Regions from separate parts of the Ovis aries genome. Here region 1 is linked to region 2. A link is a contact called in public Hi-C data. All regions are on one chromosome and are shown on one strand. Each heading gives the region's core, a stretch centred on a gene start, on an enhancer-like site or on the middle of the called end of the contact. The rest is flanking DNA. Distances are from core to core; before and after follow the strand shown. Region 1 has its middle 32 kb from the start of SEC22B. Region 2 overlaps NOTCH2 (notch receptor 2).

Region 1 (4,065 bases), core at 621-3,120, 94 kb after region 2:
GCAAAAGAATTCATTTGGACCTCTACCAAATATCATACACAAAAATTAACTCAAAAGGGAGCTTTAGGCTTAAATGTAGGTGCTAAAACTATTAACCTTATAGAAGAAAACATGGGAAGAAATCTTTGTGACCTTGAGTTAGGCAACTATTTCTTAGAGACAACACCAAAAGCACAAGGGATAAATGAGAAGATTGATAAATTGAACTTGATCAAAATTAAAAACTTTTGTGTTTCACAGGACTCTATGAAGAAAGTGAAAAGGAAACCCATAGAATGGGAGAAAATATTTGCGAATCATGAATCGGATAAGGGACTTGTATCTAGAACTCTTACAATTCAATAATAAAAAGACAAATAATCCAATTAAAAATGAGTAATTACAATAGATATTTTTCCAAAGAAAATGCTTATACAAATAGCTAATAAGCACATGTAAAATCATTCAAGAAATGAAAATGAAAATCACAACGAGATACCACTTCTCACTCACTAGACTAGATTTAATGAGCAAGGCAGACATTAACAAATTTTGGTTAGGATATGAAGAAATTGGAACCCTCATATACTGCTTATGAGAAAATAAGAAGTGTGGTGCAGCCACTTTGGAAAACAATTTGGCAGTCCCTCTAAATGCTAAAAGTAGAGTTACCTTAAGGTATCTATCCAAAAAAAAAGAAAAAAAGAAAAAACTACTTATGTCCATACAAAAACTTGCACATAAATGTTCATAGTAGTTTTACTCATATAATAGCCTCCAAATGAAAACAGCCCAAAAGTCCACCAACAGATGAATGGATAAGCGAAAATATTCTGTACAATTGAACATTGTTTGGCAATAAAAAGAAATGAAGTGCAGATACCACATGCTACAGTGTGGTTGAACCTGAAAAGCATTATGTAGGCAAAAGAAGCCAGTCACAAAAGACCGCTAATGTATGGATCTCATTTACGTAAAATGCTTAGAAGAGGCAGATCTATAAAAAGAAGGAGTCTACTATTGGTTACCTAGAATTAGGGGGCACAAAAGGGTGAAATGGTGAGGGAAAATACTGAGTGACTATTACCTGGTATAAGCTTTCTTTGGGGGATAATAAAAATGTTCTAAAATTAATTAAGGTAATAGATGTAAAACTCTACATATATACTACAAGCCATTGAATTGTTGTCGTTCAGTTGCTATGTTGTGTCCAACTCCTTGTGACCCCATGGACTATAGCCCACCAGGCTCCTCTGTTCATGAGATTTCCCAGGCAAGGATACTGGAGTGGATTGCCATTTCCTTTTCCAGGGGATCTTCCCGACCCAAGGATTGAACACATGTCTCCTGCATTGGCAAGCAGATTCTTTACCACTGAGCCACGAGGGAAGCCCAAACATTGAATTGTACACCCTAAACATGTGAACTTTACAGGACATAAATTATATCTGAATACAGCTATTTTTATTCGTTATTGGAAAAAGACACCAGGTTGTTCTGTTCAGTGCGCTCGAAACATTTGTTCGTGTAATGCATGAAGGAGCATGCTGTGGACTGGCCTGAGGGATTGGTAGGAATAAATGCCGGAGGTGCAGAGGGGCCAGGGGAAGAGGAGTACAAAGGAGTGGAGGAGGGATGATAAGGGACGGGTAAAGAGGTGCACCAAGAAATGAAGGCATAAATCACCTCAGTGTTAGGAAGCCACATGGAAAAGGGGAGGGAAAGGTGGGAGTGGAATTCGCAGGATAATTTTACTGCAAATTGTGTAGGAATGGGGGTGAGATGGCTCAAAGAAAGGGGCAAAGCAAATGATGATGAGGATAAAGACTGCTTCGATGAGTGTATAATACTGGGTAGAATTGATGGGAAGTGTTTGGCAAAGGACTCATGATTACTGGGGCCAATTTTGCTTCAAAGCAAAATTATGATGCAATCCTGCAAATAGCCAGAAAAGATAAGAGGTTAATCCTTCCTACAAAAGCTGTGGATTAACAGCAGGTAACTTCTAGGAAAATGCTCCTTTGTCTAAGCAAAAATTCATATCTAAATATTATTTGTACATTCCCTTGCATTTCAAGAAGGGTAGTTTTAATTTCTAAAAATGTTTTCTCTAAATTAGAGCCTTTTGGAGAGATCGAAAATGTATCTGTTTTTTTAATAAGAATTAAAAGTAATATATGTTAATTAAAATAAGAATACAGTGAAAGGTGAAGAATAGGCTACATTTAGTAGTATTTGGTAGCAAAGTATCGTGTAAGACACATATTTGGATGAGCACACACACAGACACCATCCCCCAAAGGTTCAAAGCATGACAAGAAACATATCACACCACTATTAATTAGCCTCTTCCTTATGTGTCTCGGCCCTGCCTACTCAAGAGCTCATCTCTTCCTCACAGCTCTGTCATACAGAGTACAAGAGACAGAGACGAAACAGCTGTGACTAGGGCTTACTCATCTGTATAGTCACTAGATGACGATAGTTACAATAATTAACATATTTTAAAGGGCTTTGCAGTGCACAAGCTGTTACTGTGGGTTTGATTTTAATTGTAATCTTCATAGAAACTTCTGTTTTCCCCAGATGAAAGAATCAATGTTTAGGAATGAAGTAACTTGCTTAAGATCTCTCACTACACTCTTTGTGCACATCCCTAAACCTCTCTTCATTTAAAAAAAAAAAAAATCCATTCTTTACTTCACATGCCCTCTAACCTCTCTCTCTTCTTTCATAAGTAAGTTTTTTTTTTTTTCAGAAATTAGCTCACACTCCCTGTCTCCCCTTCTTTGTACTCATCTTACGAATTTCCTTAAGGAATGGAATGTATTAAGGCAGGTCACCAGCTGAAAGATGGCACCAGGGGAGAAAAGTCACTCTGTCCCTGCAGCTTGGATCACAGATAATTATTAAACACAACTTGAGGGTTTAGAAGGAAGTATGTCCTTGATTGCTGAAAAAAGTGGGCAGACCCTGGGCAGGGCACTCAGGCTTGGGAAGCTGGCCCCATTCCTCTGAGCTTCAAGAATTATTCTATTCTATGGCTATATTCCCCTCTCCTCCTTTCTGGGAGGAAAGGAAGGAAGGAGGAGGGAGGAGAGTTTCAAAACAAAGTCATCTGACTATAACTCCATTCCTTTTTTTCCTTGATTAGGATCCCTTCCAACTTACAGCTTTTGGGGTTACTAAACAGAGGACACATTTTTACTTGTGGCTCTGGCCTTGTGAAAGAGATGGTCCATCCACTCCAGAATTCTTTCCCTCACCTCCTATCAAGATGCCCATATTCCTCCGTTTAAATTTCATTGATGATCTAGATCTTGGAAGATTTTCTGGGTTGAAGAGAAGTAAGAAGCTGAACATGACAAGAGGGGTACGAATGCTGCAAGAGAAACAGATGTACCTTCAGGTCACGTTTCACCTGCTTCCCAGTGCTCCCCATAGTCGGTCCCCGGTGCTTAAGGGACAGAAAAGTGTGATGCAGAGAGGCCCCTGGGTAACTTAATAGTCTTGGGTACACAGTACCTTCTCTCTCCCCTCCCTGCTGCACTCACCGTATTTCCTGTTCTGTTATCTGAAGTGTGAGTCTGGCACTCTGTGAAGACATAAGTGCCCACTTCCAGCCAAGCAAAACAGCTTTTCCTGCAGACCAAGATGGCAACCCCTGGTTTCTGTCCTCTGCCTCTCCAGCTGCAAAAGCAGGGCCATCTCACCTCTCCAGATTCGGAGGTAATAAGGACTGGATCACTGTGAGACTCTGCAATTTCAAGCAGTTCCCAACCTCACCAGTGTTTAAAACCTAGATCTAGTTACTACACATTTCTCCACACTTTCCATCTCCTTCCCTAGAACTCTGGCTGCTGAACAATTAGCGTTTCCTTTTTTTAAAAAATAAAACAATAGACATTTATTTTCTTATAGTTTCAGTGGGTTTAGCTGGGGTTTTGGGGGGCTCAGGAGTTTTTTTATTTTGATGAGTTTTATCCAGATACTGACTGCAATCATTTGAAAGCTTGATTGGGGATGGAGAATTAAAGGTAGCCCAGTCACATGGCTAGCAAGCCACATGGTGCTGGCCACTGGTGG
Region 2 (4,260 bases), core at 1,096-3,595:
ACCAGAATATTAACAGTGGTGTAACTGTGGATTTTTCTTATACTTTTCAAAGGTCCTTCAGTTTAGTCACTCAGTCGTGTCTGACTCTTTGTGACCCCATGGACTGCAGCACGCCAGGCTTCCCTGTCCATCACCAACTCCCAGAGCTTGCTCAAACTCATGTTTATTGAGCTGGTGATGAACTCCTTAACCACCCTTAAATATAATTACTTTAAAAATTGTTGTTTAATTGCTAAGTCGTGTCCGACTCTTTTGAGACCCCATGGACTGTATGCAGCCCGCTAGGCTCCTCTGTCCATGGGATTTCCCAGGCAGGAATCCTGGAGTGGGTTGCCATTTCCTTCTCTGGGGGATCTTCCCGACCCAAGGATCTAACCAGTCTCCTGCACTGGCAGGCAGGTTCTTTACCAATAAGCCACCAGGGAAGCCCAATACCTCCTGCCCAAAAAGATTCTTGTAAAGGTGCCAGAGAAAATCAACAAAGCATAAATATGAGTTAATTACATGTAAACATAAGGAATAATTCTGTTGCTATGTAAACCTACCTTTAAACGTTACAATGTTTGTTTTCAGTTACAACCAGATTTTCCTTCAATCTCTTAAAAGTTTATGTCACAGGAACCATGACATATTGTTACTACTTTATATAGTAACATCCCAAACGTGCATGATTTACAGACATGTTTTTTTCTCTAATAATCCTCATAAAGATTAGAAAGTGCTTTAAATGTTCTAATAAAGTAAATGTCCTTCATGTTCCAATTTTAAAAGATCTAGCAAATAAAGGCATATTCTCAGCAAAGAAAACAGTAAAAAGTAATAATCAAAATACACACGTCGTTAAACTTCAGTTAGTCTCTACACTTTATAGACAAAAGCACATGAAAGCAGAGAATTAAACAAAAGTTTCTTTGCAGCATACCACTTTACCATTTAGAGAAGTAAACAATTTAACACTATCTAGTGTTCTGACTATTCATATTCCGAAACTCAACAAAACATATTAGTGCTTAAACAGTATCAATTTTTCTCTTATTGGAATGTTGAAGAAGTAAGCCAGCATAGCAACCTCTCCCTGTTAGGCACTCGTTAAAATAGATTATTTAATCTTTGAGGCTTAAAAGCCTCCCAGAATCGCCTCACAAAACAGAGATGAGAGTAAAAAGAGATGAAAAAGAAGCAAATACCAATGTTAAAGTGCACCTGTCTCTGAACAAGGTAGTATACTTTAGAATGTAACCACAGCTTCTTTGCTTTAGTCTTTGCTTTAGTCAGCAAGCAAAACTGTATTTTAAAGGGATACTATTTGTTAAAAGATACCATATTATTAGGGAGACAATATCTGACTCCAACCAAAATGTTATCATCATGTTTTCCTTACCTCATGAAATACAGCCAGGCTTTCTTCCTATAAATAAATATATGAGGTGAGAGCACTACTCTTAACCCAGAAACAGGTTTTGCAACGCCCATGGATACAACCTGCCTTTGTGAGATGATGAATCCATCTTGGCATGATGTTTGGTTGATACAAAGAACTAGAGTCACTGCCAATACCCTGCAGATGGAACTGCCTTGAAGACCAGAAACTGCCCTCCCTAGAGGTCTCTGGGGAAGGCCCTTCAGTGCACTGGGAAGAGGGACACAGGCCCCTCACCACCTGATTGGGAGATCACGGGCTCCAGAGCTGGACAGTAGTAACTGGCCTACAGTTCAAGAGAGCCAAGAGAGTAAAATGAACCCCTTAAGAGTTCATTCAATCATCCAGTAAAGCCCAAACTCTGAGGAGCCGGTAGGACAGGGTTTTGCCAAGACAAGCACAAGAGGGTGAGGGAGATGGTAGCATGATTAATCAATGCCACCTGAGGCAGCAACTCGGGGTGTGTCCACACGGCACTGCAGTCACTGCCTGGCTATGACCAGGGGCTCCTTCAGCAACCGCCACTGAGAGCCAGATCTTCCAAAGGAGCTCCTTCCACCTTAACTTGTCCAAGATCAGGCTAGGCATCCAAGTCTGAGAACACAGTCCTCTCTCTTGCCACAAACCCACGAACAGACATAATAGACACCACAACATGTGCCAAATTTATATTTACACCCCCACCAAACAAAGGGCTCTTTGTCTTCCCCCCAAGTCAAGTTTTGATACTTCTAAATTCCAACAGAGAAAGAGCAGAACAGCAGACAAGCCCAGCAGGGGTGAGCTGGGGGTCGCTGTTCCCTGGTGCTTCGAGATTTACTCCCCCCAAACCCTACAGCTCTTAGTCACCCCGACTGCAGGAAACTGCTCTCGGCCAGTATAGATAAGTTACTAAGTAACTGTACTTCATGTTCCTGTGTGTGCTCATCTGTCTTGTCTCCCTGATGATGTCAGCTCCTGGGGGCAGGTCTCTAGCTTCCATTTGGTCAATGACTCCTACACAGCTAGAAAAGGAGAATACCCTTACTGCCTAGCACGCCATGCTAGGGGAAACACACAAATTAAGGTTGACAACACACCATAGCCCTCCCTAACACACCACTAAGACAGCACAGCTACACAGATATTAAATCTTATAGCTTAGGGCTTAGAGCTAAGTAAGGCTCCTACTAGAGTATTATATAGAAATGTATATATTTACTTATATAAACAAATTAACACAATAATTGCTTTGTTTTGTTCACTCCTAGCTATGGCTTGTATCATTCCGGCTTCTTGGCTTTACTATTCTTTTTAATGTCACAATGTATTTTTTTGCCACACAGCTGGTTCTCCAGGGGAGGAGAAAAGAAAGAACAGACCTACAGCCAACTTCCTACCACTGCCAACGAACACTGCTATTTGTCCCATCTAGAGGCCATGAGCGTATCCTTTCAGATCTGAAGCCACTTCCTTCTTCCTATCACGAACAGCAACACCAAGTGTCTCTGTTAGAGGCGAACTTCTGAGCCCCTTCTTGCAGACTGCTCAGTTCTGCTCAAGAAGTCCTCCAGACCCCCTTTATCTTACCTTCCTTATTCTACTTGCTGCTGCAGCCCAGACACCCCAAAAGCAGGACTGCCTGAAAGGAATGACCTTTACATTTTTTTCACTAACATATCTGAGGGAAATCCCTGACATCAGATATGTGTTCATGGGTCAACAAGACAGACATCCTCAAAGACCCAGCATCATTCACAAGGGCTGAGGTCAGAATTCCTTAACAGATACCAAGAAAACTGGAACTTTTATGTATTCTGGCATCTCAGGTAATATCCTGATGGAGGGACAAGGAGGCATCCACCAAACTCATACATGACACACACATGGCAGTCCTAAGACTTTGGATAGACTGCCCAAAAACCCCACTTTTTTACAACTAAATAATTTTATTAGCCTTTTAAGGATACCAGAGTGGCTTTCTTCTCCCTAATGAGCTAGGCATTCAATAAGAAGCAGGCACTTTCAAGGCAGAAAAAAGTGACCACAGGACCCACAGTCAAAGCAATCCATCTCTAGCATTATCAAAGAATAAACAAACAAAAACAAAACAAAAAAGCCCTTAGCTTTCCTAGATTCTCTGCAGTGATTCCAAAATTTCCCTAGTATAAAAGTTACCTGGCCATTTCTTTTTTTTTTTAATTGCTTAGTCTCAAGAATAGTTTATTTCCAAAATGAAACACTAATAATATTCCACATGTTACATATACTTTAGATTTTATGATAATAAAAGTATAATATTAGGGATAAAAAATGAATATGATTTGGAAAATAAGACATAATTGTTGACTCAATTTCTTAAATATACAAATTCACAGACACTATTCCAGACTCACTGAATCGGAATCTCCAGGAGAAGACCTCAGGTGTTCTTATTATAAAACAGATTGGGGAAACACTGCTCAACAAATGCTTTCCTCCCACCACTGCCATCTGGAAAGGGTGGTACAAAACATATAGGGCTACAATGATTAACCCAAGCAATCTCCCCGATGGGATCATCTTCAAGGTCCTCACTGGGTTTAACTCCTTTCACGGAAGGGTGGGTGTCAGTTCAGTAAAGGGTACCTCTGGATCCCTAACACAAAAGGCTCAGGACTCTTTGAGACAAATTCCTAAGAAGATGCCAGTGGGTGCAAGTCATAAGGAGGAAGATTACAACTGAATATAAGAAGATCTTTCAAAGAATTACAGCTGTCCAAATCCAGACTCATCTGCCTCCAGAAAGAGGGAGCTGTCTATCAGAAGAGATGATCAAGGAGAAAAAAGGCAGGCTACATGTTAACCAGGGTGTTCTAAGA

Evidence for each region. A called contact is a pair of places that touch in the nucleus more often than the background predicts.
Region 1: a Hi-C map of liver shows a contact between it and region 2, with 2.0 times the contacts expected there. The contact joins two enhancer-like sites. A contact is called at or near these places in 9 of 16 Hi-C or Micro-C datasets (blood, liver, omental adipose tissue and 3 more).

The regions. Positions count from the first base shown.
Region 1 is chr1:97,554,136-97,558,200 of ARS-UI_Ramb_v3.0, forward strand. No RefSeq gene overlaps it. Among named protein-coding and RNA genes, the nearest start is that of SEC22B, 32 kb to the right of the region's middle. Within about 2 kb of position 1,871, at least 9 of the 54 cell types and tissues checked have an H3K27ac peak or open chromatin away from gene starts, as enhancers often do. A contact at or near this core is called in liver, where this site is marked.
Region 2 is chr1:97,459,821-97,464,080 of ARS-UI_Ramb_v3.0, forward strand. The region is part of intron 1 of NOTCH2 (notch receptor 2); the gene reads right to left. Among named protein-coding and RNA genes, the nearest start is that of NOTCH2, 41 kb to the right of the region's middle. Within about 2 kb of position 2,346, at least 22 of the 54 cell types and tissues checked have an H3K27ac peak or open chromatin away from gene starts, as enhancers often do. A contact at or near this core is called in liver, where this site is marked.